6 separate regions of the Mus musculus genome follow, and regions 1, 2, 3, 4 and 6 are each linked to region 5. A link is a contact called in public Hi-C, HiChIP or PLAC-seq and promoter capture Hi-C data. All regions are on one chromosome and are shown on one strand. Each heading gives the region's core, a stretch centred on a gene start, on an enhancer-like site or on the middle of the called end of the contact. The rest is flanking DNA. Distances are from core to core; before and after follow the strand shown. Region 1 holds the start of Agfg2 (ArfGAP with FG repeats 2). Region 2 holds the start of Sh2b2 (SH2B adaptor protein 2). Region 3 holds the start of Irs3 (insulin receptor substrate 3). Region 4 holds the start of Gnb2 (guanine nucleotide binding protein (G protein), beta 2). Region 5 holds the start of Fis1 (fission, mitochondrial 1). Region 6 holds the start of Mospd3 (motile sperm domain containing 3).

Region 1 (4,294 bases), core at 687-3,186, 720 kb after region 5:
AACAATACTCCTTGGTTTTTTTTTTTTTTTTCAGGCTGGTATGCATATAAGAACAGGAGAGCTTTCCTTATTAAATAAATAAATAAATAAAATAGCAGTGTACTAAAATACTAGAAAACCAGACAAAAACGAGTCCCTAAGAAAACCAAAGATCTCGAACCCAATGTTAGTCAAATAATTCCTAAGGAGAAGGAGCTTACTAAATAACTAGAAATCTGGGGTGGTCTGGGCTGAGGGTAGCATTGTGGATTTTACAACCAAGCCTCTGCTCCCCAAATTTACAGTTTACCAGATGAGACTCGGCAGTACACTTAGGAAAGACCCCAAAGCATGCCTGTAACCCCAGCCATTACAGAGGTAGAGGCAGGAGGACTCTGAGTTCCAAAGCCACCCCTAGCTACATCATGAATTAAAAGTCACCGTGGACTGTATGAGACCCCGTCTCAAGACAAATTAAAAAAAAAAAAAATGGACTGGTGAGCTAGCTAGCTCAGCAAGTATGGGAGCTTACAGCCATGCCTGTTGACCTGAGTTTGATCCCCAGGCCCCACACGTAGTGGAAGGAAATTGCTGATTCCTACAAGTTATTCTCTGATAACCACACAAGCCATGGAACCTACATGTCCCTACAGTGCAAAGTAAAGAAATCAAATGCAACTTTAACGGGGGCAGAGGACGAAATGGGGAAAAGAAAAGAATATGCCATTCTGATCCTCATCTCTTCGGGAAAGCTAAGCTGTCCGCCAGGATAACCCTTTGGCTCTCTGCCCTTAGTATATTTCGTAAGTCATCTACCCTCTAGCTAGCATTCCAGAGCCTGAAAGATTAGGATCTGCACCTGATCCCTGGCTTCATACCTGCCACTCTAGGCTGTCAGCCTGGGCTAATGCGTGGAGCATTTTCCATTCCCTTCTAGGGTACTTTTGTCTTAGGCTCGACTTCCCTATTTCTTTCCCTTCTCCTTCCACCCCGTTCCCCTCCGCTCCCCTCCTGGTGGAGCGGCAAGGGTCTCATGGTTGGCCTTGAACTCCTGATCACCTCCCCCTCAGTGTTGGGATTACAGGCGTGTACCACACTACTCGGGTTTTATGCAGTGCTGTGGATGGAAACTCAGGGCGCCGAGCGTGCTAGGCAAGCACTCTACCAACTGAGATACAATGCAACCCCAGCTAAAGTTCCCTTTAAAGGTCTATGTCAATTTCTGGCCCTTTAAGTCCCTCCCCCACCCCACCCCAGTCCCTCCACACTTTCTCTCTCCCCACCTGCAATTCGCCTTCGCCTCCCCCAGGGAGTTTCTCCAATCCTCTCCTCGTGTCCTTCTACAGCCCCCACCCTCCCTCTGCAGCGCGACTCCACTCCCGTCTTCTGTCCCCCTGCGCTTTTTCCCTTTCCCCCACGACACACCTCTGCAGCAGGCGACCTTCCACCGCCACATCCAATGCCGGGGCTACCCCTCTGACCTCCTGGATCGCCCCGAGCTCCTGCAGACTCACTTCACCCGAACCAAACCCAGTTCCCCCCCCCCCCCCCGGATCCACTCACAGGAGGCCGGAGCAGGTGGTGCAGACGAAGCTGCCCACGGTGATGTCCACATACGTGACCCCGCGCTGGGCGCACTCGAAACAGTGGCGGTTCCCGGCCTGGCTGCAGCCGCCCAGCTCCCGCACTCGGCGGCACCACACCTCCGAAGCGGCTTCAGCCTCCGCTTTGCTCCCTCCGACCCCGCCACCCGGGCCCGGGCCCTTCTTAGCCGCCATCACCATCTCTCCTCCAGGTTCCTCTGCAAGTCAGCGGTCGCTCCCCTTTAACCGCTCGCTGCCTTTCCCGCCTCCGCCGCCTTCGCACGCCCGGCAACCCTGACACCAGCTCCTGCAGCCCCGACCACGACCGCGAGAGACTCTGCCGCCCCCTTCCTCGTCCTGTTCGGCACGCTGATTGGCTAGTCTCCCCCCACCTCCTTGCTTTAATTGGTTCGATTCGAGACGGCCTCCGGTTGCTGGAGCCTTCAGAACCACGCCCCACTGCCACCCGGCCTTCTGTCTTTTCCATTGGTTCACAAAGACCCCCACCTTGCAAGTACAATGCGTGCCCTCCTCCTTGTCCCCGCCCCCTCTCGCCACGGACTCCTATGCTGACTCTGATTGGTTGTTAAGGTTGCAAAATTAGCGTGCGAGAGAAAGGAGGTGTTCGGCGCGTGCGTAGTGCTCATCCTCCGGATTGATACTAATTCCCGCCAAATTTCAAAGGCTCGTTCCAGGCTGAGCCAGGAGACAAGAAAATCGGAAAGAAATTGCCCTAGGATGAGCTGGAGGAGAAAGGGAAAGACAGAGAAGGGGAGTGCTTTGTAAAAGATACTTTATTTATCCAAGTCATAGAAAGAGCCCCCACTTTAGAGTCAAGTTAAAAACCTGAGGTAGGATGCAGAAGGGATGAACGGCGTTTGCCACTAACCTTCATTCCCACTCCTGTAAGAAAACCGACTCCTATAAGCTAGCTGCCTTCTGATTTCCATGAGTACACACACACACACACACACACACACACACACAAATAAATAAATGCATGTAAAAAATATTCAAGAAAACATGTTGAAGTGGATCACAGAACTGGTTTGTGGCTCAGTCAGAATTTGAATCTGAGTCTTTTGATTTTAAAAGCTCTGCTCCGTGGCCAGGGATGTATCTCAGCTGGTAGAGTGCACTAAGCGCGAGGTTCAAGCCCCCAGCACTGCATACAACTCAGCGCGGTGGCACAGGCCAGTAATTCCAGCATTTGGGAAGTGGGGGTAGCAGTAGCGGTACTTCAGAGTCATCCTCGGTCACTGCCTGGAAAAGGAAAGGCTGAGAATAAGCAGGTTTAGGGATGCTGGCAACCATAAGTCAGGACTTTGGTTTCAGACATGCCAATGGGATGCGGGCAGATGAGAGATAGGTTTCTGAGTTATTGGTACCCAGGAGCCCATGGGCTAGATGAGGTTGCTTAATTGTTGTCATAGCTGCAAGTGTACTTCCCCCTGAGCTGTGGTGATGCCAAGTCCCCATGTACACATGCAAAGGAACCATTTTGCTTCATGTAAACCATGGCTGCATGCCTTGGATTCCAAGCAGGTGGATCGCTGTGAGTTTTAGGCCAGCCTGGTCTATGTAGTGAGTTCCAGGGGATTACACAGTGAAATCCTGTCCCCCACCCCACCCCCACCAAAAAAAAAGCCTCTTGTACATTTTCAGAGTTCAGCGTTCAGCATTTCCCTGTGCTGGCCATTTCTTGCACAGCTTCTCTTTAGCCAGTGGTTATTTCTTCACCCCTTAAAATGTTACCCACCACAAGTGAATAAATGGGCAGGAATTGGGGTGACCACTAGACTCTGATAGCTTCCAGTCTGTCTTTTGCTACAGGGTGTGGTCTGCAAGAGCAACCAGAGGGTGCGCTTCCTCCTCCTGTCTCTACTCCACCCAGGCCATATCAGAGAGTGACAACCCTATTTCCCCTCATAATCAGCAAGAGCACAGGCAGCCCGGGGACTCCCTCTTCTGCTATTGCTCCTGTGGCCTGGTGGGGAGGGCTTGGTGGCTTTCCTGGTAAGAAAAAGGCCCTTCGCCCTTGGGGAGTTAAGTCTACAGAACCCAAGCAATAGGGGGTGGGAGGTAGAAAGCAAACTTTTTTTTTTTTCAGCATGTTGCAGTGGGAGCTGAAGAGATGTCTCAGCAATTAGGAGCATTTGCTGCTCTTCCAAAGGATCCAAGCTTAGTTCCCAGTTCCCACGCTGGATGACTCACAATCATTATTACTCCAGCTCTAAGGGATCAATGACTTCTGTCTTCAGGACACTGGCATGCATGTGGCAACCGCCTCCCCCCATCAGAGCAACACACACACACACACACACACACACACCAATAATTGGGGGTGGAGGAAACGGTAGTCATAGCCTAAGTTGGTACTTTAGTCAGTTAAGTGCTCACTGTGCAAGCATGAAGACCTGAACTTTATGTGAAGAGACCCATGTGAAAGGCTACATGATACATGCTGGTAATCCCATTTCTGGGAAGGAGACAGGCGCATCCAGTCAGCCTAGCCTAGCTTAATCAGGGAACCCCAGATTCAAATGAGGGACCTTGTCCCAGAAAACAAGGCAGTGAAGAGTTTCTTATGGTGGCAAACACATTTAATCCCAGTACATGGGAGGCAGAGGCAGGTAGATCCCTGTGAATTTCAGGGCAGCCTGGTCTACATAGCAAGACAGGACTACGTAAAGATACTCTGTCTCCTCCAGCCCCCACCACCAAAAGCAAAC
Region 2 (4,840 bases), core at 1,174-3,673, 720 kb before region 5:
TCTTCCCTGGGTGTGTGTTCCATGTCTTCCTTGGGGACTCCTAGTAAGTAGGTAAGAGGGACTAAGAAGCTTTGGGAAGAGTTTCTTCACAACTGGGGGAAAGAAAGTGTGAGCATTAACTCTCTACTCCCCAAAACTGCTCAGTTCCGGATCACCCACAGTCCTCACTACCGAGGGTCACTCCTTCCAGGAGCATGTGTAGTCCTTACCGAGACTAAGGGAGATGGGTTCAAGAAAGCAGTAGCTGGCAAACTCTGGCTCTGTGGCCCTGCCCCATGAAACCCACCCTGCCTCAGGCTGGTGAAGCAGCCTACTTAGCAGGGGAAGGCGCTCACCATCTCACCTTGTGAGCTCACCCCTGGAGCCCCACATAAAGGTGGAAAGAGAGACCGAAAAGTCCACAGATCTTTGCATGTGCTCGGAGGCATATGTGCCCACACACATCACACACACACCACTCCCACCACCACCACCAACAGGAATAAATATAATTTAAGAATCAATTAAATATGTATAGCATTGGAAATGTAAATGAGCTAAATACCTAATAAAAAATGGAAAAAAAAAGAATCAATTAAATACAGGCAGAAATCTCTCTCACTTCAAGCCTGGTCTACATAGAGAGTTTCAGGCCATAGTGAGACTGTCTCAAACAACAACAACTAAGCAAACAAAACCATGATGCCTCACACTAGCCGAATGGGATTTTGAAAGATTTTTTCCCCCCCAGACATCTTGGAAATCAAAAGATATATATTGAAGGTGATACAGTGTAGCGGTTTCAGATTCCCCGTTCCTTACAGCCTCCTGGGGGAACCACTTATCTGGGGGGTGACTGCCCAAGTAGGAAGGGTGCTCCCCAAGAGGAGCAATTCCATCAGATCCCCTGGCAGAAACACTTATTTGGCACACGAGGTAATTCAGCTCAGGGGGCAGACAGAGATCAGGTTGATGAGATGGCTCAGTGGTAACAAGACGTGCGCCAAGCCTGATGACCTGAGTTCGGTCCCCAGAACCCATGTAAAGAAAGAACTGACTCTCGAAAGTTGTCCTCACACACTCACACACACACACACACACACACACACACACACACACACACTCATAAATAAACAAGCAAAAATTTTTAAAAATTCCACAAAGGGGCAGAGATGAAGCTCAACACTGGTCTGACAGCCCCACCCCCTACATCACCTCTGGTGAACTAGACTCTGGTTTACCCACGTTCACAGCCTCTTTGGGGGATACCCTGCGACTGTCCGATCACTGCAGACTTCTGACCTCAAAGACTCCACTGAGGGACTCTATGCGAGGGTGGAAGGGTAGGAAAGCCCTGGCGCGTCCCAGCCTCTGCCTGGCTCCGGCCCGCAGCCCTGGCGCGTTTCCTACACGCGCAGCTCACAGGTTCATCAATGGCCTAGGCCGAAGGGGCTGAATGGAGGGCACTAACCCGCCCCTTCTTAAAGGCGCCGGCCTGTCACCCTCGGCGATCCTCCTCTCAAACCCGGGGCTGCTCCGGAGCTCCAGAGTGGGCGGGTCACGAATAGTGGCCGTGGGAAAGAGGGCCTGGGCCGGAAAGAGAGTGTCCCCACGGGGTCACTGTGGCCCAGCGAGACCCCAGCGTGTAGCCATCACCCTCATGCTGTGTTGACCCACCTCCTCCCAGACCCTGGAAGAGACCTGAACGTCCCCTCCCCCCAGCATCGGATCCCTTCCTGTAGAGGACCAGCTGCGCTCGCCCCTCCAACCAGCCAGGGTCTGATGAGGGGAAAGGGGCTCAGCTGCTCCAGAGGTGGCTTCTTTCTCCCACCTCAGCTTCCCGTTACTCTCCACTTCTCCTGGGCAGTGGGTCTAGGATCCGATCCCAGAGGGGTTCATCCCCCTCTGTCGCGCGTCCTCCTCCCTCCCACCGGTGCACACAAAGACACGCTCGGACCCGGGCGCGTGCGACCGCGCTTCCCGGGGAGGCGGTGAGCACACACCACACACCTCATCACACACACACACACACACACACACACACACACACACACACACACCCTCGGGGACAGCTGGGCACCGGGTAGAGTAAAGGACCGTGGGGACAGGGAGCTGAGAACAAGCAGGCCGTACCTACAGGCGCGCAGCTTCGGCCGCGCGGGCTGGGGCGCCGGAGGAGCGCTGCCCGGACCGCGGCTGGGATCCCCGGACCCGGTGGCGCATGGCCCTCCGGGCCGTAGCTCCGCCCTTGGTGGCCGGTGGCGGCGGCAGCGGGGGTGGCTCCCGCTTCCCTGGCCTGCAGCTTGCGAGGCGGTCTTGGCGGTCCTGGTGCGGCCCCCTTGAGGTTCTCTCCCTCTTCAGGCTCCCGAGCTCCGCGCGCTCCGATCCCAGACTCGCGCGCCGCGCGCCCCTGGCCCTCCTCCTTGCCTGAGCAGCGCGCGCCTCTGGGCCCCGCCCCACCACTAGCCCCGCCCCAACACGCCCCCCCGCTTCAGGCCCCTCCTTTGCCGCACCCCCCGCCCACGCGGCGCGAGCCACTAGCCACGCTCCCAAGTCCTTCCCCAACCCCCAACCCCGGCTCTCTCTCCGGAGCCCCAGTGGCGCCGGCTAACCGCTCTGTCTTCCTCCGGACAGTGGCTGAGCAGAAAGACCCGGGTGCCCAGGTCTCGTTGCCAGTCGAAGGAATCCCTCTCGTGTGGGAGCGTCTCCCGAAGCCCAGGGTGGTGGCCCCCAAGGGCAGGATTGGAGGATGTTCTACGTGATGGGTCACCCCGGGCGTGGACACCCTATAAATGTCTCTGGGTTACTGAGAGTCAGACAGGGGCGGGCGCTGTAGGCCGACCCTCCGCCAGAGGACAATGGAAGCCTCGAGGAGGTCCAGATGTCGCAACCAAGGAAATGTCTGTCTGGTTCTCAACATCCAGGAGCCCAGAGCCACGCCCCCTGTCTTCCTCCTGCCCTCGGGGTGCGGGAAACCGCCCAGGATTTCGGATCTGGGGAAGAGCTCCTACACACAGGTCCTCCCCACTCAGCTTTACTCTGGTCCCACCAGGAGAGGTGTCTGAGGTCGTCCAGGATTCTGCGAAGTCCTCACTCTGGGTTGGCGACAGAACCAGAACTAGGTATTGCCTGGCCTGACTTCTCTGGTGGCGCTCTAGGGCATCCCGAGGGGTAAAGAGACCAGAGGAGATGGAATAACCTGGTGACTAGAGGCGCGGGGAGGAGTCAGATGGGGTTGACACATGCCCATAATCCCAACGCGCTTCGGACGGAGGAGGGAAGCAATAGTTTGAGACCAGCCTAGGGTACATACTGTCTCAAAAAGCCAAAAAACGAAAAAAACGACAAAACCCCACAGGTGTGTGAGGGGATGCTCAGAGGTGAGGCCTGTGGCTTCTGCAGTGGATATGGTCCCTTGGGCCTGCTCTCCTCTCCTCCTTGCTCCCCATTTCAGGGAGACTTCTGTCTGTGTTGACCTCAGGCTGTGATCTGCCTGGAGTGCCTCCATCTGCTGCCCTCCTCCCACACGGGGTGGCCTCTGACCTTTGTAAAGTCCTTTCACTCACAGGAAATCAGATTCACTGATTATTTTCCAGGAAGCAGCAGGGGTGGCATGGGGCTGGGGGAACTGGGCTGACATTGGAGAGATGGGGTGTGCTGAGCACATGGGAACTTGCTGGGGGCCACCGAAACCAGCCAGACCTCTGTTGAGGCCTGCCTGGGTACCTGTTTCTTCTCAGCCACACAGGGACCAGCAGCTGCCCTGTCTCTAGACCTGGCCAGCAAACACTTAATGAAAGTTTAGGCTGGAATCCAGCCATTGATTGAACTCATGTGGCTGTGAACCAGGAGGTTCCCAGTCAGGAAGGGTAGTATAGGGGTGAGAGAGAAACTGAACCCCTGGGTGGTCTGGCTATAGAACCCACTGTCCCCACTGCTTAGGGAGATGGGATGCTGGGGACATGAAAGAGGACTTACCTGGATCTAAGTTGTGGCTTAAATTCAATGGTGAGCTGTCAGTGACTGGCGAGGATTCTGGGATGGGAAACCCAGAATAAGACAATGGTTCTGATCTCTCAGAGGAGGAAGTGAGGAGTGAGTCTAACCCACATGAGGAACTGACAGGACACATAGAAGGAGGGTGGCAGTGATTGGCTGAGAGCAGCTGTCATGGAGATTGGAATGAGGTTTAAGGGTGACAGGTGCATCCGGGCTCCCTGAGGATAGAAGACTTTGGGGCCTTGGAGGAAAATCAGCTAGGACAGATGATAAGGGGTGCTTTTATGGTGGGCTCTGAAGGAGGGGCCTCCCTGGATGCAGAGATCAGAGAAAGCTTGGAATTAAACCTGACATGGACATAGCCCAGTGAGTCTTTTTTTAAAAAAATATATTTTATGTATATTAGTACCTTGCACACAAGATGGAATCAGACAGGTGTCAACTACTGTGTGGGTGCTGGGAATTGAACTCAGGACCTTCAGAAGAGCAGTGAGTGCTCTTAACCACTGAGCCATCTCTCCAGAACTCCCCTCCCGGCCTTTCTTTTTCAAAGACAGGATTTTTTTTTTTTTTTTTTTTTTTTTTTTGGGTAGCCCTGGCTGTCCTGGAACTCACTCAGTAGAACTAGGCTGGTCTTGAACTCACAGAGAGCCACCTGCTCCTGGTCCCTGAGTGTTGGGATCAGAAGCGTGCATCACCATTGCCCAGCTCCCAGTAAGTCTTGCTTTGTGAGTGGGACAGACTGGGGAAAGTTGGTTCTCAGATTGCTGGAGTGTGATGGCTTTGGTACATTTGGCAAGCAGGGACCCAAGAAAAAAAAAGATGCACGCTTCATACATAGCTCTGGGGCACAAAGAAATAG
Region 3 (4,887 bases), core at 1,335-3,834, 680 kb after region 5:
CTGGCTGCTTGGGGAGCACTGGCTGCTTGAGGAGCACCGTCATGATCCCTGATGCTCCTCCCATTGTTTCTGAGCCTTAGGAATTCCGCTCTGGCTTGAAAAAAAACAGGGTTAGGATAATGTTTTGGCTGAGGAGACACAATGACATCTAGCTGCCAACATGTGAGGGGACAGAGCTGTCCCAAACCAGGATGAGAGTCTTCATCCAGGCTTGGGCCACAGCTAGCCTGAGACTGATTCTGTGGGCATTCATCTGAGAAGGGTTTTATTTGTTTGTTGCTTGGATTGCGAGTGGGGGGAGGGCTGGCAGGGCAGAGAGAAGTTCTAGTGTTTTCTCTGAAGAGTCTGGTTCCTCGAGCATGGCTTCCTGAGGGCTTCCTAGGTGGTACAGCTGGAAGGAACAGAGCAGGCAAGGGGGCAGCAGAGCAGCTCATGGTGGCCTCAGGGTTCCTGGGTCCTGTGTGCAGGAGCTGAGCTGAACAGTACTAAGGTCTCTTCTTTTCCTCTCTTCCCTGACCAATGCCTGGGTCTCCTCACCTGACTACCTCCCAAAAGTTCTAGAACTTGATGCTGGCATAGCTATGTGGACTCTTCCCTGGGGCTGCTCCAGGAACCTCCAGGGGAGGGACCAGGTCCAGGTCCACATAGTTGAGGCAGCTGTCCAGAGACCCCAGCCTAGCACTGTCCGTTCCTACATAGTCGGGGATGGACATGTAGTCCCCAGAGAGCTCTGACCCTTGGGAAGAGCGGGGCTGAGCCACTGTGGGTCTCCATCTGTCTCTAAGGCTACAATGGGCACCCGGATGCCCAAGTTCAGACTCCCTGGCCTTGAGCTCGTAGTAAAAAGGCCCAGGTAAAAATCTATTCATGGGCACATACTCTGTGCTCTCACAATCCTCGAGCTGCTTATTAGGATCTGCCCTGGCAGGGGTGGGAGGAAGGCCTGGGGGCGCCATCCACATATAGTCACCTGCTTCTCCTCCCCCCATGTGGACATAGTCATTCCTGACTCCCATGGTGATGTAGTTCCCGCCCAGATCTAGTCCCTTGTAGGAGTGTGTTGACCCCATCCTTTCCAGGGGCTTGAAGTAGTCCTGCTTTGCTCGCTCACTGGGGCTTCTTGCTTGTGCTGCCGATGCAGGGATTTCATATGGTGTCGGGGTAGGAGCTGCAGGAACACTCTTTGGAGGATTTCCCTGTGGCGGTGGCTCAGCTTTGCCAGCTGCATTGCTCCCCAGCCGCTTCATGGCAGCCAGGACTGTCTCATGAATGCTTTGGGCCACCACTGCATCAGGAGCCTGCAGCCAGAGCTCACCAGGACCAATGGGCGCTGAGCGCCCGAGTTCCAGGAAGAAAAAAGAGTCTGCGTGGCCACAGCGGCGCACACTGAGCAAGGACAAGCGCAGGACTGGTGGTGGCGTTGCCCGGCTGTCTCTGGAACCTTTGCTTCCAGGCTTTCGCAGGAGGCTCAGGGCCCCAGAACCCAGGCACAGGCGATAGCTGCCGCTGCTCAGGCCTTGTGCTCTCCCCAGCCCCTTGGACCGCAGTGTCACAGGCCAGACGTCCTGGAATGGGGCGAAGATCCAAGACTCAGGGGCCTCTTGGGGACTGAAACCTGGAGAGAATTGGCAAGTCACCGGGAGGCAGGGGTTGGGGTCACCGGGTCCCAGGTGACCAAGACGTTTTATACGTCTTTTTTTTTTTTTTTTTTTTAGCTTAAGATTTGAACCTCAGGCCGGGCGTGGTGGCGCACACCTTTAATTCCAGCACTTGGGAGGCGAATTTCTGAGTTCGAGGCCAGCCTGGTCTACAGAGTGAGTTCCAGGACAGCCAGGGCTACACAGAGAAACCCTGTCTCGAAAATAAAAAAGATTTAAACCTCAGTTGATCTGAGGGAAATGGGTTCAAGATAAACTAAGTCGGCAACCCCCTGACCTCCCCGTCGCTCACCCAAGGCTCACCCATAGCAGTAGCAGCAGCGGCTGCGGCGGTGGCGCGCACCTCGAGCAGGGCGCTGTACCATGCTTGCTGCTCTGCTTCGCTGGCCGCCGCCACGCCCAGGCTGCTGTCGCTGGTATAGATGACGATCAGGTGGCGCTGACGGGCATCCGCGCGCTTGCTAATAGTGCAGGCACCCTCCAGGCTAACGGTACGCCGGGGTCTAGGTGGGCGGCAGCCGCTGGCCAAGAACTTCTTCTCGCTCTCGTAGCACTCCAGGCGTGGTGGGTCAGCGCGCAGCACGAAAAAGCGGCGGCGCTGGGACTTCTGCTTCCTCAGATGGCCACAGAGCCGCACGTCGGGCAGGCAGGGCCAAGGAAACGGTGAGCCGAGGGACACGTCGGTGCACTCGCCCCCGGAGGAGACTGTGGGGCCCGTACCTGCAGGCTTCATTTCCAGCCAAAGACAGTAAACTGTCCCCAGAAGGACTGATTTGAATGGGTCTGGCCCCCTGAGCTACCACCCGCTTGGAACAAGTAGCCCTGGGAAACTGCAGCCGGCCTAGCTGCCCTGCATCTCTCCACGCCCTCTCCTGACTTGGAGTGAACAAGGAGCCTGTACACAGGAGTGCGTGTGTCCCAGTGGCCAGTGACACCAGGACTCCTAGGTCTAAGGGAGGCTGACCTAGCTGGGTCAGCCTCCTTGTTGGAATCTCCACCCCTTCAAGTTAACCCTCCCACGCCCGAGTGCAGGAATTTGAGTTTAGGATTCATAGGCTAGAGTAGGAGCCCTGCACCGCTGGGACCAAACTTTCACAGGGGCGGGGAGTGAGGGGGGGCATCTCTACCAATCAGCTGACTGGATGTGGGGGTGGAGGAGTACCGCCAGAGGCAGCCCGGGGCAATCTCGAAAGCCAGAAAGCCAGGGTGCAGAAGAAGCGGCTGTGGTTAGCAGTGATGGCACTAGTAATTAGAAGAGTGGCCTGGCCTAGCGGGCCATCCTGATAGCGGCAGTTCTCCAGGGAGGAGCCTCCGAACTGAGCCTCTAGTTGTATAGGTCCTCAGTGTTCTTTCCTTTCCTACCCAGAGATGATCTTTGTGTCTTTGCTTCTGAGCTATCTGAGTTTGGGTTGATGGATACCCCAGGATAGGAAAACCAAACTAGATTGGTCTCTGGTAACCAACCGCACCCCCACCCTCTCCAGATTCCCACGCATGCAAATGTCCACTGAAGGATGTGTGAAAGAGGACTTAGTCTCTCAGAGACACCTTCCTCAAAGTGCCCCTGACCACCAGCCAAATGCCAACTTGAACCTGATGGTGGCTGTGGTCACAGGAGCTGGGATCCTGTGGCAGACGTCCTGGTGAGCCCGTGTATCCTGAGAGGTTTGGGTGGGGCTGGAGATCATAGGCCACAAATGCACATGCTTATTGGAGGCTGGAAGACAACCTCTCGTATTCCTCAAGAGCGATCCCTCTTGTTTTTGAGACAGGCTCACTAGAACTTGTCTAGTAGGTTCGATTTGCAGGCCTGGAAGGCCTCAGGCCTATCATATGTCTGACTCCACTTCCCCTGCCTGAGGTTACAGTGCATGCTACCACACCCAGCTTGGAAAATAGTACGTGTGTTGTACAGGCTGTCCCCTGCATGTGGTCAGAGGTCAGCTTTTGGAAGTGGGTCCTCACCTTCTACCTTTTTTTGTTTGTTTGTTTTTGTTTTTTCGAGACAGGGTTTCTCTGTATCGCCCTGGCTGTCCTGGAACTCACTTTGTAGACCAGGCTGGCCTCGAACTCAGAAATCCGCCTGCCTCTGCCCCCCAAGTGCTGGGATCAAAGGCGTGCACCACCATGCCCGGCTAGCCTTCCACCTTTTTGAAGCAGGGACTCTCTCTGCTGCCGCACTGTGTACCCCAGGCATTTAAAGATAGTAGTGGCCATTATTTTTTTAGGCAGGGTTTCTCTGTAGCTCTGGCTGTCCTGGGACTCAGAGAGCTGCCTGCCTCTGCCTTCCGAGTCGTGTCCTGTTGTAGTCTTCTAGCTTGCTCTAGAAGTGCTGGGGTTGTGATGGACTGGGATTCTACTTTCCATGTGGGTTCTGATGATCAAATTGGGGCCATTGGATCTGCACAGCAAGCACGTTTCTAATTAGACTACGTCCCCAGCCCCTTGGATATTTTGTTTCTCTACATTAGGGTCACATGGGGGTGGGGAGTGGTGTGACACATTCTGACAAAGCTTAGTTGACAAGTCATGGTACCTTAGCAGACCTGCCAATGCCCTAATGTCGTGGCCAGCAAAATCCATGTGGGGAAAGATAACGGTATACAGAGAAGAAAAGGCCAAGCCCTGAGACCCTGGTAGGGGACTTGGGGGAGGGGCTCCCTTAGGTAAGGGACCCATGTAACAGGTAAACAGAACCAAGACAACCTGGGTCGGTCGTCTTCTCAGCATAGTTCAGGGGCAGCCCAAGCAGCAGAGGTCTATGACCCATTTGTGATCCTGAATCCTAGAGAAATCACTGCAGTATGAAGCTGGGTTGGAATCCGTCCCCGCCCCAGTCAGGTTTCTTTGTGAAGTCCTGGCTGTCCTGGAACCCCCTTTAGAGGCACTCAGAGATCTGACTACCCCTGCCTCCCAAGGGAGTGCTGGTCTTAAAGGTATGCACCACCATTGCCTGTCTGGTTATAAACTGCACATCTTTGAGCCCCCTTTCAAATGCTACACGGAAAGCAGACACCCACTACCAACAGACATCATAGGTATGGGCCTTTCGTGCCAGAGGCCTGCCCCAGGTGCCTCCCAACCGTGCAGAGCCCCACCCAGAGCTGAAAGAAATATTCAACGTTCAGTCGGCAAATCCTGGAAGATGGCCCCGTAGATAATGTACTCATGCAAGTTTGAGACTTGAGCTGGGTAGTCAGGTTACACAGCTGGACATGGCCATGTGCAG
Region 4 (4,799 bases), core at 189-2,688, 570 kb after region 5:
CCCCTAGAGCCCAGCTCTGTGCTCAGCAGCCCCCGAGGCCTAGCTGGCACCACTCCAGCCTCCGACGTCCTGCCTTCCCGGGACACCTGTGCGATCTGGCCGTGTACACTGCACTCTGGCGACCCAGGCGTCCCCCACCCAGCTCCCACTTCCCCCAGACACTGGGCGTTCCTCTTCCCCGAAGATATTTCCCCTCCGTAAGTTCAGCTTTCTGCGCCAGTGCCAGAGGATGCCCCTCCAAAATGAGGGAGGGGGCAACGACATAGCTACCACCCCACTCCAGCTGTGAACAAAAGCCCCTTCCTTCCAGCTGACAGCAGCCCAGGCCTGGCCTCAATGACACAGGCCTGGGGCAGAAGGAAAACAGGCCAGGAAGAAGACACTGGGTCGGGGGCCATGCTCCCAGCCCTTAGATCCCCATTACCCTCCAACGTTCCCTCAGCAGCTCCTCGATTCTAGGGATAAAGCAACCATAGCCCCCCCTCCAAAAAAAAGGGTGCCACCGCCTCCGCAGGTGTGAGAGGAGGAAAGAGAGGGTCCTCAGATCTGGCAGCTGGACGGCGCGGGCTGGCCGTGCTGCGAAGTGCAGTGGGCCAGGCCCTTCAGCTCGTAGGACCTCCATTTTGCCCAAAAGAAAGCTGGACGAAGGGGACAGGCGACTAGGTGCCAGACCTGGGTAAGGATTTGTAAAAAGAATAAGGTGCTGAGATCTCCAGCTTAGGGGTCGGGACTGAGAAAACACTGCCAGAGCCCGAATCAAGGGGCAGTAGGGTGGAGACGAAGACAAGGGTGGCCTTGAGGCCTTAACTGGATCTCCTAGGATTCTGGAGTTCTGCAAGGCTAATGCAAGCAAGGGTGTGAAACGAGTGGGCACGAGGGCTGTTACCCAGGGGCAGGCAGCAGGGTGGTGGTGGGGAAAGGGGGCGGGACAGGACATAGAAGAAACCCAGAATTTAGCCCCCCAACTATTAAGGGATCAAGAGGCAGGCGGGGCTGGGATGAGGGGGGTCTAGATTTTAAAATAATTGCCACTGATATTGCAGGGAGCGCATGCATTATTGAAGCCGAGGGTCCCCCCCCCCCCCCCAGTTCCCCTTCCGGGTTTGGAAACGACCGGGCCAGAGGAAGGGAGGGGAGGTCTGGGAGTTACGTCCGTTTCCCAAGAGCCAAACCCGGGAGACGGAAGGAACCGAGGCTTCCCCCTGCCACACACACACCCGTGGGAATTTGGGGCTGGGGGAGATGAGGACTCCTTTTATCAGCGGAGGTACCTGAGGTGGTGGGACTCTGCCAAGGGGTCGCTTGGAGGAGCGCGGGAGGTCCTGTCTTCCTCCGCGGCGGAGGCGGCAGCGGCGGCGACGCGGATGGATTTCCTCAGTCACCCCAACTCAACCGTCCAGCGCAGCTCTCCCCAGAGCGGAGGGATCCCGCCCGCCAGTGACGCGGCCGTCGCCGCCGCGCCCAGGGCCAGGCTGGACGAGACCAAATACTCAAGTGTGTGGGGGGGAAGGCTAGAAGCGAAAACACCACTCCAGGAGCAAAAGATGCCTCAGCCACAATAAAAGCACAATTCCACGTTTTTCTAACTCATCAAAGATCACACGACGTAGTTTATTTCCAGAAAAGGAGCAAGACATCCTCTCTAGGGACAGCAGAAGTGGTATAGGCATAAGGGAGGGGGGAAAAAAAAAATCCCAGGTCACGTGATCGACCTCCTTCAACCCCCCCCCCCTCCGGATTGGGCGGCTCCAGACTGGAGGCAAGAAGGCCCAATTCTCGGGTTGGCCACGCCCCCTGGTGAGGCCACTCCCTTCCCGGAGGCGGAACTAGGGAAGTCTAAACCAGTGCAGGACAGTGGGGCAGAAAAAGACAGCGAGTGGTTGGTGACCACTAGAATCCCATAAAATGCAAGTTAGAGGGAATTACACCCAGACAGTTCTTCAAGCGCAGCACTGTGAGGGGTTGTAGGCTTCCTAGACTAGGCCTCATACCGCCGCAGCAACAGTCCATATTTATTGATTTGCATACTTAAAGGTTTTTGTTTTATGATAGAGTTTCAGGAGCCCACCACGTAGCCCAGGATGACCCTAAACTGATAATCCTCCTGCTTACATCTACCAAATGCTGGAATTACAGATACACAACCCTGTGCCTGATTTATGCAGGGTAGAACTTAGGGCTTCATACATGCTAGGCAAACACTCCACCAATGGAGCCACATCTCTCACCAATACTTTTGTTTATTAATCCTCATGATGCTGACTATGGACTCAGGCTGCAGAGTTGAGATGCGATCTCAACTTTAATAACCATTGAAGAAAACTACACTGTGGAGCACCCCACCGAGGGAACACAACATAAGAATGTGCCTGGATTTCCATATCTGTTAAATGAGTATATTGAAGGTTACCCTTGAGTCTCCTGGATTGTTGGAGAACTGTCCCGTCCCCCGTCCCCCCATAGATTGTGAAAATGTTTTGGTAAAGTCCGAGTTGTCCTGTGGCCTTTGAGACAGTCCTCGGAGTTTAGGAGATCAAAACACACTATTCAGCCGGGCAAGGTGGCACACACCTTTAATCCCAGCACTCGGGAGGCAGAGGCAGGTGGATTTCTGAGTTTGAGGCCACCCTGGTCTACAAAGTGAGTTCCAGGACAGCCAGGGCTATACAGAGAAACCCTGTCTTGAAAAAAACAAAACAAAACAAAACAAAACAAAACAAAAAAAAAACACTATTCAAAATAGACTGTAGTGAAGTATACTCGTAGAGAGGAAAGAATAGAAAGTTCACATTTGTCTTCACCCACATATTGAACTAGAGGCCAGCCTGAGCCACAGGAGACCTTGTTTCAAAAAGTGTGTTGGGGGACAGGGTTGGAGAGATGGCTTAGTCAGCAAAGTGCTTACCATGCAAACATAAAGACCTGAGTTTGATCCCAGAAAACCAAGTAAAAGAAAAAAAAACCCAGGCACAGTAGCCACACCTATACTATAGCCCCAACACTTGCAGGCCAGGATGGAAAGAGCCCTGAGAGTTTGCTGGTCAGGGAGTTCATGTGAGAGCTCTCAAGTTCTGTGAGAGATCTTGTCTCAGATATTAAAGCAGGAGCAGCTGGCTTGGCAGTTAAGAGCACTTACTGCTTTTCAAGAGGACCAGGGGTCAGTTGCCAGGCCTCACATGGTGTCTCATTACCTTCTGTAACTCCAGTTCAGGGAATCAAATGCTCTCTTCTGATGCACCAGGTATGTCATGCAATGCGCACACGTGCATACATGCAAAATATTTATACACGTAAAATAGCCACAGAGTAAATGAGGATGCCCCCACCCCCCTCTGCCAACTTAAACCTCCAAAGCATCAGATGTGGTGGCCCACACTTGTAAAAGCCAGACCTCCATAACAGCACCCTGTCTCAAAACCACAGAACAGAAAGCAAAACAACACCAGCAAGGCCACTCGTTCACCTTTCCCTTTAATTGACATTTATTACGCACAGATTATTACACGTGCACTTATGAATCCCATGACTTATATAGATAACAGGTTAAACATTACAGTTTGGAAAAGATCTTATAGATAGTTTTACTTCGGTTTCCTCAAAGTACCGAGGGCCAAAGTGACTTCCTTAAAGCCACATAGATGAGCAAGCTGCCTAAAGCCAGCCTCTGCAGAGCCACATCCTCCTCAGGCTGGTTTCAGTGTTAACGAGTTTCCCTGGTTTAGCTCATCCAGCAATATTCACTGAGCCCCAGTAATGTACAGACGTTATCCTACTCCCGGAGGATAGCTGCATACCTTGCAAGGAGCCTGTGGTTTACAGAGAAGAAAGATCGAAGCCAGGCATGGAAATACAACAAGTGTCCATGCTCTGGATTGATTGCCTTGCTTTTTATAACAGAAGCAACTTAAGGAAGGGTTCATTCAGGCTCGCAGTTTGAGGGGATACAGTCTACCTTGGTGGAGAGAGCTCAATAGCAGAGGCATGTGAACTGGTCACAATTGCTTATACACAGTCAGAAAACAGAGAGGAACACTGGTGCTCGGCCGGCTTTCTTTCTCCTTTTTTTATTTAGTCCAGAGCCTCAGGTGAAGCCATGGTGCCTCCCACACTCAAAGTGGGTCTTCCCACCTCCACTAAGTCTTTCCAGAAAGACCCTTTCGGACACACCTAAAAACACGTTGCCTAGGTGATCCTAACTCTTATCAAGTTGACAATCAAGATTAACAGTCACGGGGCTGGATTCATTCTCTGTCTCTCTCTCTCCACTGCAGCAGGGAACACACTGCATCTCAAGGAGGAAGGTAAGAGCTTTAGATTTGAGGTGCCAAAATGTCTACTGGGTTGTGCAGAAGGTGGTCTAGGGTTCAGTGCAGAGATCTGGCTTGGAATAGAGCCCCAAGACTGAGTGGCACATTTAAGCAGATGAAGTCATTAAAAAAAATCAGGGAAGAGACAAAATGGCCAAAGACCAAACTCTAAGGAACTCCAGCATTTAGAGGTCAGGCAGTGTCCAGATTGCCAAAGCAGAAGCCAGAGAGCTGCAGAAAATCAGGAGAATGTGGAGTTCTGGAATCCAGAAATGTCCTCAGTGGGGACCACAAAAGGATAGTTGTTCAGTGCTGCAGACAGATGAACCAAGACTTCTCTGCAATGTGTGCTTGGGGCTGAGCTACACAGGCCACCAGGAGCCTGGTCTACACTGTTTGCAAGGGGTTGAGAGGAGACTTGGAGTAGAACTGTATAGCTATGCCCTCCAAATAGAAACATTCCCTTCAGGAGGGTGGAGGGAGGCTCATACG
Region 5 (4,449 bases), core at 1,608-4,107:
CTGCCCTCACAAGCCCAGGTTGCCCCTGGTACTTCTGGGTGGCTGGGTTCACATTGAGAGCTTCTGGATGGAGAAAGAGCTATAACAGCTGGGCATTCAAGGAAGCACTCGTCACCCCTGGTTTCTTAGGAAAAGACCAGGTGCATGGGCTGTATGGGGACAGAGTAATTCATGCACGGTTTTCATGATTCTTCCACGTGACTGCTGGCACAGCAGCTCTGAATTCCACAGTTGAGAGCCGTTTATGGGAGGCTTCACTTGATTAATTATTGACTCTCTCCAGCCCTCTCCCTTCCCTAGTGAAGGAGGGGTGGGTTAGACACAAAGTTCCAAGCTTTTCATCTGGACTGGATTCTCCTGTGACCAGCCTCCATCCTGAAAACCACCCAGGGCCCAGTTAGTGAGAATTAAGTCGCTCCCATTCCTCAGGAAGATGCAAGGCATTCAGAACTACAGCGCCCCTGCGACCTCCGTCAGGGATCCTAACTGGGTGTGGTAGCTCACACCTTTAATTCCAGCATTTGGAGGCAGAAGCAGTTGATTTGTATGAGTTTAAAGTTATTCTGAGCCACAGAGGCCATTTCAGCCAGGGCTACATAGTGAAAACCCCGTGTTAAAAAAACCAAAACCGGGCTGGTGAGATGGCTCAGCGGGTAAGAGCACCCAATTGCTCTTCCGAAGGTCTGGAGTTCAAATCCCAGCAACCACATGGTGGCTCACAACCATCTGTAACGAGATCTGACTCCCTCTTCTGGAGTGTCTGAAGACACGTACAGTGTACTTACATATAATAAATAAATTAAAAATTAAAAAAAAAAAAAACAGGGATCCTGGGGACCGTGGGTCAGAGGCCAAATTTTATATATCTGTCACTTTGCCACAATGTTTGCGGTTTTGTTTGCTTTTCATTTTTAAAAAGATCTACTTTGTATGTACAAATGTATGTGCTTCTGTGTACATGTCAGGTGCCCACAGAGGCCAAAGGCACCCGATCCCCAACACTGGAGTTCTGGGAGGTGGTGAACCACCTGACAGAACTGGGAACTGAGCCCAGGGCTTCTGGAAGGGCAAACAAACAAACAAGCAAAGAGTTGCCAGGATCATGATGTCTCTCCGTGGTAATAGAAACCCTAAAACACCATGTCAGGTAGCTCATGACTACCTGTAACTCCAGCTCCAGGGCGGGGGTGGGGTGGGGTGGGGGGATCCAACACGCTCTTCTGAGGTCTAAGGTGTATCATCTTAAGGGATCAGGGTTTTTGTTGGTTCATTTGTTTGTTTATTTATTTTTAAAGATTTGTTTATTTATTTTATGCATGTAAGTATAAGTATACTGTCACTGTCTTCAGACTCACCAGAAGAGGGCATCGGATCCCATTACAGATGGTTGTGAGCCACCATGTGGTTGCTGGGAATTGAACTCAGGACCCCTGTAAGAGCAGTCAATGCTCTTAACCGCTGAGCCATCTCTCCAGCCCAAAATACAGCATCTTATGTGCTATTTGTAGGGGGAGAATGGCCCAAAGTAGCTAAATTAGACAACGTTGGCAACGAGAACACAGGATACCTCAGACATACACGTCTATCTAAGGACGAATAGCCATAGGCCAGGAAGAGAGTAGGATCCCGACAAACTGCAACCCTCACTCCTGTGAGGCCCAGGCCCCAGCCTCAGACCTTGCCAAGTCTGCCTGTGGACAGTGACACAGAGCTGACATTCCTTTTGCCCTTTCACCCAGGCCTCTGAGAAAGCCTTGGATTGTCTGGCTCCCAAGAAGAGTTCCTACCCCAGGCTGGACTCCAACTTGCTAAGCCAAGGATGATCTTAAACTTCCTCCTCTTCCTGCCTCCACCTCCCAAGCGCTAGGATGAAAGCCTGCATGACCATTCCCCCTCCCCACATTAGATGCATAAGGATAGGAGTTTTCTTTTTCTCAGTGCCAATCCCTGTACTTAAATAGTGACCGACACTTAGGAAATGCTCAATCAAAAATGAATGAATCAACCAATAAGCAACGGCAGGGCTAGAAGATAGATGTTCTGAATAGCAAAGACGGCAGGCACATGCAGAGTGCCTGTGATTACTGGAGGTTTCAGAATCATAGGGCAAGGGACAGCGAGTGTGCTGGCTAGTCCTCTGTCAGCTTGACACCCAAACTAGAGCTCTCTCAAAGGAGGGCCCCTCAATTGAGAAAAATGCCTCCATGAGATCTGGCTCCAAGGCATTTACATAACTGGGGGAGGACCCAGTCCATTGTGGGTGGTACCATCCCTGGGCTAATGGTCCTGGGTTCTATAAGAGAGCAGGCTGAGCTGGGTGGTGGTGTGTGCCTTTAATCCCAGCAATCAGGAGGCAGAGGCAGGCGGATCATGTGACCCAAGTTTTCCCCTTATAGCTGGAACCCAGGCAGTTGTGAGCTATGTGGGGTCTGGCAACAGAACATGAGAGCCATCCATGGGCCTTTAACCCTGGACTGTGTTTCCTGGGTTTTCTTCAGAATCCTATTAAGAATGGCTGTCCACTATGGTCATGTGACCCAAGTTTTCGGAGGGGGGAGGTGGGGGAGTGCGTGGAGCATGGAGAGGGTATAGCTACCAATTCCTCTTGCTTTATGAGAGACTGAGCATCTCTTTGTGAGAGACTACACTGAGACCCTCCGGCCCCTGGTACTCATTAGGATTTTATTGCAAACATTGAAGATAATCCAGGGTCCTAGAGTGAGGGGTTCTTACACTGGTTCCTAGGATAATGTGATGCAGGGAGGATCTAGGACATCAGGGGAGTCCAAAGAGAGCAAAGTATCCCAGCGTAGGCACTAGTGCCCCCGCCCGCCCCAAGGCAAAGGAGGAAGGGGCGGGGCCTCCACAGGTCGATGCCGGAAGTGCCTCTCCGCCCCTGCTACTGGACCATGGAGACTGTGGCCCAGTAGAGACCTTAGTGTGAGGCTTTCAGGGGCGGCGGCCATGGAGGCCGTGCTGAACGAGCTGGTGTCTGTGGAGGATCTGAAGGTAAGGTCTGGGACGGAGGAAGGAGAAGGGCAGAATTGGAAAGGGCAGTTCCTGAGGAGAGCTGACTGAGGCTAACCAGTGCCGGTTTCGTCTTTCTTGGCAAGCTGAACTACGGCTCCCAGCAGCCTCTGCGGCATCCTGCTTCTTGTGGGAATCGGCTTCGTGTCCCTAGGCCTGACGGGAATTGTAGCTTCCCGGGTTTCAGCAACTCAGACCTAGGCCTGGGGTCTTAGTGTGATGCAGAGCTGGGAATTTGGGGTACTCGTGTGCAGGGATGGAGTAGTATAGTCACTGGTGTAAATTTTCGCTAGTGTTTAGTTCCTCACGGTGCTATTTTCACCGCATCCTTGTAGCTGTGTTTTCTTTCCTCTCCTAGAATTAAAGTAAGGCAGATCCAGGCCCAAAAGAGTAGGGTGGGACGGGACCAGCGGCCTCAAGGGAAAGGCCATGTAGGAGGTCGTTTAGCTCTGGGACAGTATGTTTACTCTTCAGACACTTGGGGTCAGCTGGTTTGGGAGCAGTGCCTCCAGCTGCCACCAGGTGGCATCTCCTCTTGGTACCACTAGGGGCTGGGTTCACGGACCTTCCGAAGGGGAGGACACAGCATGGGACCCAGGGGTGGAGATGACAGAAGCTTCGGGGTACCAAGATCTACAAGGGAAAGGCGGCAGGGAGGAAAATATGATCTAACTGGGATTCAGACATCAAGTTAGCTGGAGAATGATTGCTGCTCTTTGTTGCTAAATGGTCACTCTTCTCTCTAATGACAGAATTTTGAAAGGAAATTTCAGTCTGAGCAGGCAGCTGGTTCTGTGTCCAAGAGCACGCAATTTGAATATGCCTGGTGCCTGGTTCGAAGCAAATACAATGAGGACATCCGCAGAGGCATCGTGCTGCTGGAGGGTAAGGCGCTGGGCCCCACTTTCCAGCCGCCAGCCAGCCTGACCTCTACTGTGCTTGACCTCACCCCTCCAGGACCCTTTCCAACACAGAACCCTCACCTTACAGCACATTTGTCATTCAGTAACCACCAGTAACTTCACTTGGAGAAAGGGCTAGATTGATTCTCTACGTCCCCAGCATCTGAACAGTCATTCAGATGGAAAATGCTGTAGGAAAAAATGCTCTCAGGCTGGGGAGACTCAGTGCATCCTGTCCAGGCATGAAGACCTGGGTTCAAATCCCCAGCACCCACAGCAGCAGCTGAGTGTGGCCATCCGAGTCTGTATAGAGAGTAAGCTGGAATCAGCTAGAGATGGCTTGTTGCCATCTTAGCCCAGGTTCAGTTGGAGACCCTTTCTTTAGGGGATGCTGTGGAGTGTGAAAGCACTGGCCGTCCTCTGACCTCCATGCTTCCATGTGCACACACACAGTGTACACAAAACACTTCTGGTATAGTTACTAATTGCCGTTAATATAGTGTTTACGTTGTATTGGATA
Region 6 (4,373 bases), core at 1,755-4,254, 640 kb after region 5:
GTGCTGGGATTACAGATGTGCAACACCATATCCAGCTGTGGTTCTCTTTCCTGAGTGTGTACATGGATGAGTGGGTGGGTGGGGACATGTACATGTGCTATGTAGAGAGGCCTCAGGTGCCATCTAACGTGTGTTTGAGGAACTGGGTCTCTCAGTGGAACCTGGACTTGTCTGTTAGACCGGCCGACTGCTTAGCCAGCACCAAGGATCTGTCTGACTCTGCATCCTCACAACTGGAATTACAAACAAATTGCTACCGTGTCACCAGTGCTGGGGACTGAGCTCCGGTCCGTGTTCTTTACCAACTGAACTGTCTCCTCAACCTTCTCATCCAGCTGTTTTTCTAAGTATTCCTAAGTAGCCGAGGCTGGCTTCGAACCTGCAACCCTCCTTCCTTGCTTGCAAACCCCCATGTGGTGTTACCCCAGGCCTGTGCCACCATGTCTTTGTGTTTACATCCTATTGCCTTCTAAGGGTACCCTGGGAATGTTCTCTTCTCCTTGGTGCCTCTGTCCTGAAGCCACAAGAAGCTCTGTCCTCTGGTCCCCACTTCCTCTTGCCTTCTATACTATGTTCTCAGTGTCCTGGGCTGACAGGAAGGGACCTCTGTATCTCTCATATCAAGCATACCAGAGCTGACTGCTCGGGGCTAGAGAGATGGCTCAATGGTTAAGAGCACTGACTGTTCTTCCAGAGGTCCTGAGTTCAATTCCCAGAAACCACATGGTGGTTCACAACCATCTGTAATGGGGTCTGATGTCCTCTTCTGATGTGTCTCGTTATATATATAAAATAAATAAGTAAATTCTTTTTTAAAAAAGAGAGAGAGAGAGAGAGAGCTGATCACTCAGTACAGGTTTTTCATTGAACTGAACATAGCTGGCACCTGAGACACTGCAGTTGGAGCTGGAGAAGAACTTGTCTCTCTGATTAGAAGTTAGAAACCAGGACAACTGCAAAGTCTTCTTCCTCACACCTGATAAAAAACCTCAAGCAGGATTATCTACACACACACACACCACACACACACACACACACACACACACACACACCACACACCACACACACCACACACACACACCACACACACACCACACACACACACACACACCACACACACACACACATGACACACACACACACACACCCACACACACACACACACACACCCCCATATACAGCACACGCACACACACCACACTCACACACACACCACACAGACACACACCACACACACACCACACACACACACACATACCACACACACACACACCACACACACACACACACCACATGCACACCACACACACACATACCACACACACACACACCATACACATACACAGACACACACACAGCACACACACACCCCTGAGCCCAGAGACTTCTTCAAACCCCATTTAGTTTCTTTCTAGGGTATTGCGACTGCGTCTTCTCTCCCTACAGAGGTCCCCAGTGCAGGGCTGGGGTTACTGCTCAGCAGTACAGTACTTGGTACCTGGTAGGCCTTTGCCCAGTACTGCAGAAAACCAAGACCCGTGGAGAGATGACTCAATCAAAAAAAGGGCTGACCATGCAAGCATGGAGATCTGAGTTCAGTTCTCCAGAACATACTTAAAACTGGGCATGGAAGTGTATGCCTATAATCCCAGTGTTTGGGCGGTGGAGGCTCTGGATTCTGCACCGCCCATCCAGTCTACAAATGAATGTATATTAGGTTCAATGAGAGAGCCTGTCTCAAAACAACTAAGGGTGAGAAGAGACTGCACATGTGCTCAAGTCCATGCATAAGGACCCACATGCATATACTCACACAATACATATACACAATACCACACACACACACACACACACACACACACACACACACAAAGAATCTGTTCAACTCACTCTCCTGAAGATGTCTGGCTGGGGTCAGTCCTGTCCACACAGGAGGCCCTGGGTTGGGCGTTGGCTCAGAATGTCCCTGAAGCTCCAGGGGGTACGCTGGGGCTCGAAGAACAGAGGTGATGTCTTTTCTTCCAACCACTCGTCCCTCAGTCCCCTCCTCAGACAGCTCAATGCGGAATCTGTCCTGGACGTCATAGTGGCTGGGGACGGGGGCCACGTGCCGTATCACACTGAACCATTGGGAGGAAAGGAAGTGAGAGGCAACCAACCATGTAAATCCAGATCTCCTCCCCAGAAACTTTTCCCAGAGTGACTGCAGTCAGCAGGAGAAAAGACAACAGGTAGCTGTGGTGCCTGGCTGCTTCCCCAACCTCCCCACTCACATGTCAATGCAGGACTGAGGCTTCACATATCCCTCTGCATCGAATACCGTGTATTTGGCAGGTGCTGTGCACAGAACTGTCAGATAAAGATACGCGAAGAGATCTTAGGCAAGTTTTACTTATAGTGCTCCACCGGGGCCCCTCATGTCAGCAACCCCGGAGATGGACATGATTTTTTTTTCAGACCCAAAGCTAGGCATCTTGCCTCTTGATTAATTCCTCCAGCCCACACAGTCTTCCCATATCCTGCTACTAACCCCCAGAGCCCTAGCTCTAAGGCGCCCGTCTCTTCACCTCGGAAGCGAAGCGCAGTTCCCGTGGGGTTGTAGAGGGTCAGCAGCTGCCGGGGTCCACTTCTCTGGTCCGCCCTGAATACTAGATCCGGGGGAAAGACCAGCACCGGGACAACGGGTCCTGAGGAAGGAGGGGAGCCCCGGGACCCCCGCCCAGGGGCCCCCGGACCCACCAGCTCCTGGTCCTGGGGCGCCCCACGGCGCATGCAGGCTCTGGGCGGTCGGACATCCGAGGGCAGAGCTCAGGAGGACAAGAGGGTCTTAGAGTTTAGGGCTAGTGACGCGATGGATGAAAAGAGGACAGGGGGAGATCATGAGCAGAGCGAGGCCTGATGTCACCACTGCCTTGGAACCCCGCTAGATGTGGATCCTGCAGCCCCGGGCCCCGGTTCCCAAACCTCCTCTCCTGCCAGCTGGGCCCCAGGTTCCTATAGGCCCCGCCCCCAAACCGCACCGCAGTGGCCACGCCCACCTGGCTAAAATCCGTCCCGCCTCGTCGCTTCCCAATCCGGGTCTTCCGGTTTGGGGCGCAGTAAACCCGCCCTGTTTCTGACCACGCCTTTTCCGGGTCTTCCCGCTCCGATCTCCTGACGGACTCTGCTCTTTGAGAGTCCCTGACCTCCAGGTCACCGAATTGTGTCCCTGTGCCCTTTCCTTGAGCTCGGCATATGCTCTGCTCGGGATCCCGCCTGTGAACAGCCGCTTGTACTGTGATAATCACCTCGCGGTCAAAGTTTCCTCCGGTCAACTTGTGACCAAATTAAGGGCGCCATCTTCCCGAGAGTTCCTTTATGCACTTCCGCCGTACGGCCTCTCTTATTGGTGGGTGCTGAATCCCTTCCGCCCCAATGTTCGCTGATTGGTGTTCTTCAAAGACCAAACACGCCTCCTTTGGCACCACTGATTGGCTTGATCTTGGTAAGAATTTTATGTGTCCTGAGTTCCTTCTCTGTCTGAGAGTTAAGTGCGAGAGGCGGGACTGTGAGCAACGACCTAGCGTTTGTTTATCTGGGCCTGGGAAACGTATGATTAAGTCAGTAATCAATAAGCAGAACTGGATGAGGCAGGAACTTTTTTTTTTTTTTTTAAATAAGAGGGTTAGTGCTGAAGGGTTCGGACCCAGGTTCGCTTCCAGCATAGACATAGTGACAACTATAACTCCAGTTTCTGGGAATCGAACGCCCTCATTTGACCTCTGACAATACGTGGGTCATATACATGTAAAGAAAACTTTCGATACTAAAGATGTGCCTACAAACCAAAACAGGAACCACCAAGAAAGCAGGAGAACTTTTTCTAAGCCGGCGCTCCGTCAGGACGAACATGTTCAGCTCGAGCGCCAAGATCGTGAAGCCCAATGGCGAGAAGCCCGACGAGTTCGAGTCTGGCATCTCTCGGGCGCTTCTCGAGCTGGAGATGAATTCTGATCTCAAGGCGCAGCTGCGGGAACTCAACATCACCGCAGCCAAGGAAATTGAAGTTGGTGGTGGTCGGAAAGCTATCGTAATTTTTGTACCAGTTCCTCAGCTTAAATCTTTCCAGAAAATCCAAGTCCGGCTAGTGTGAATTGGAGAAAAAGTTCAGTGGGAAGAATGTAGTCCTCATTGCTCAGAGGTGGATTCTGCCCAAGCCAACCCGGAAAAGCCGAACGAAAAATAAGCAAGAAGCGCCCCAGAAGCCGCACCCTGACAGCAGTGCACGATGCCATCCTTGAGGACTTAGTCTTCCCAAGTGAAATTGTGGGTAAGAGGATCCGTGTGAAACTGGATGGCAGCCGGCTCATAAAAGTTCACTTAGACAAAGCACA

The links. Promoter capture Hi-C pulls out the DNA fragments that hold promoters and counts their contacts. Hi-C and Micro-C count contacts between places; a contact is called where the count stands out from the background. HiChIP or PLAC-seq counts read pairs in DNA pulled down with a chosen protein or histone mark.
Region 1: a contact with region 5 is called in a promoter capture Hi-C map of pre-B cells, with 4 times the contacts expected there. The contact joins the promoter of Agfg2 here to the promoter of Fis1 in region 5. A contact is called at or near these places in 2 of 39 promoter capture datasets (liver and pre-B cells) and 1 of 115 datasets of contacts at active chromatin or transcription factors (pancreatic cancer cells).
Region 2: a promoter capture Hi-C map of embryonic stem cells shows a contact between it and region 5, with 2.8 times the contacts expected there. The contact joins the promoter of Sh2b2 here to the promoter of Fis1 in region 5. A contact is called at or near these places in 4 of 39 promoter capture datasets (the SN4741 cell line, embryonic stem cells, hippocampal neurons and 1 more), 1 of 15 datasets of contacts at CTCF or cohesin (large pre-B cells) and 7 of 115 datasets of contacts at active chromatin or transcription factors (bone marrow-derived macrophages, craniofacial prominence, embryonic stem cells and 4 more).
Region 3: a promoter capture Hi-C map of embryonic stem cells shows a contact between it and region 5. The contact joins the promoter of Irs3 here to the promoter of Fis1 in region 5. A contact is called at or near these places in 3 of 39 promoter capture datasets (the C10 cell line, embryonic stem cells and liver), 1 of 115 datasets of contacts at active chromatin or transcription factors (bone marrow-derived dendritic cells) and 1 of 9 other capture datasets (liver).
Region 4: a contact with region 5 is called in a Hi-C map of natural killer cells, with 7 times the contacts expected there. The contact joins the promoter of Gnb2 here to the promoter of Fis1 in region 5. A contact is called at or near these places in 5 of 39 promoter capture datasets (cranial neural crest, frontonasal cranial neural crest, hippocampal neurons and 2 more), 2 of 484 Hi-C or Micro-C datasets (the G1E-ER4 cell line and natural killer cells), 3 of 115 datasets of contacts at active chromatin or transcription factors (bone marrow-derived dendritic cells, bone marrow-derived macrophages and embryonic basal ganglia) and 1 of 9 other capture datasets (adipose tissue).
Region 6: a contact with region 5 is called in an H3K27ac HiChIP or PLAC-seq map of embryonic stem cells, with 7 read pairs. The contact joins the promoter of Mospd3 here to the promoter of Fis1 in region 5. A contact is called at or near these places in 7 of 39 promoter capture datasets (the HPC-7 cell line, the SN4741 cell line, cranial neural crest and 4 more), 3 of 115 datasets of contacts at active chromatin or transcription factors (bone marrow-derived macrophages, embryonic stem cells and pancreatic cancer cells) and 1 of 9 other capture datasets (embryonic stem cells).

The regions. Positions count from the first base shown.
Region 1 is chr5:137,682,817-137,687,110 of GRCm38.p6, forward strand. It overlaps Agfg2 (ArfGAP with FG repeats 2), which reads right to left and starts at 1,937. Exons shown (of 12, transcript NM_178162.3): 1 at 1,543-1,937. The coding sequence starts at 1,763. Gm15498 (a long non-coding RNA gene) reads right to left here. Exons shown (of 2, transcript XR_003956003.1): 2 at 2,569-2,825.
Region 2 is chr5:136,242,517-136,247,356 of GRCm38.p6, forward strand. Sh2b2 (SH2B adaptor protein 2) reads right to left here and starts at 2,424. Exons shown (of 9, transcript NM_018825.4): 1 at 2,113-2,424. It overlaps Gm30408 (a long non-coding RNA gene), which reads left to right and starts at 2,919. Exons shown (of 4, transcript XR_868600.2): 1 at 2,919-3,101.
Region 3 is chr5:137,643,130-137,648,016 of GRCm38.p6, forward strand. It overlaps Irs3 (insulin receptor substrate 3), which reads right to left and starts at 2,585. Exons shown (of 2, transcript NM_010571.3): 1 at 1,962-2,585; 2 at 1-1,615. The coding sequence starts at 2,391. The coding sequence ends at 558.
Region 4 is chr5:137,531,868-137,536,666 of GRCm38.p6, forward strand. Gnb2 (guanine nucleotide binding protein (G protein), beta 2) reads right to left here and starts at 1,439. Exons shown (of 10, transcript NM_010312.5): 1 at 1,272-1,439.
Region 5 is chr5:136,959,220-136,963,668 of GRCm38.p6, forward strand. Fis1 (fission, mitochondrial 1) reads left to right here and starts at 2,858. Exons shown (of 5, transcript NM_025562.3): 1 at 2,858-3,009; 2 at 3,780-3,912. The coding sequence starts at 2,965.
Region 6 is chr5:137,597,704-137,602,076 of GRCm38.p6, forward strand. Mospd3 (motile sperm domain containing 3) reads right to left here and starts at 3,005. Exons shown (of 5, transcript NM_001254762.1): 1 at 2,568-3,005; 2 at 2,274-2,349; 3 at 1,891-2,120. The coding sequence starts at 2,772. It also overlaps the pseudogene Gm7285.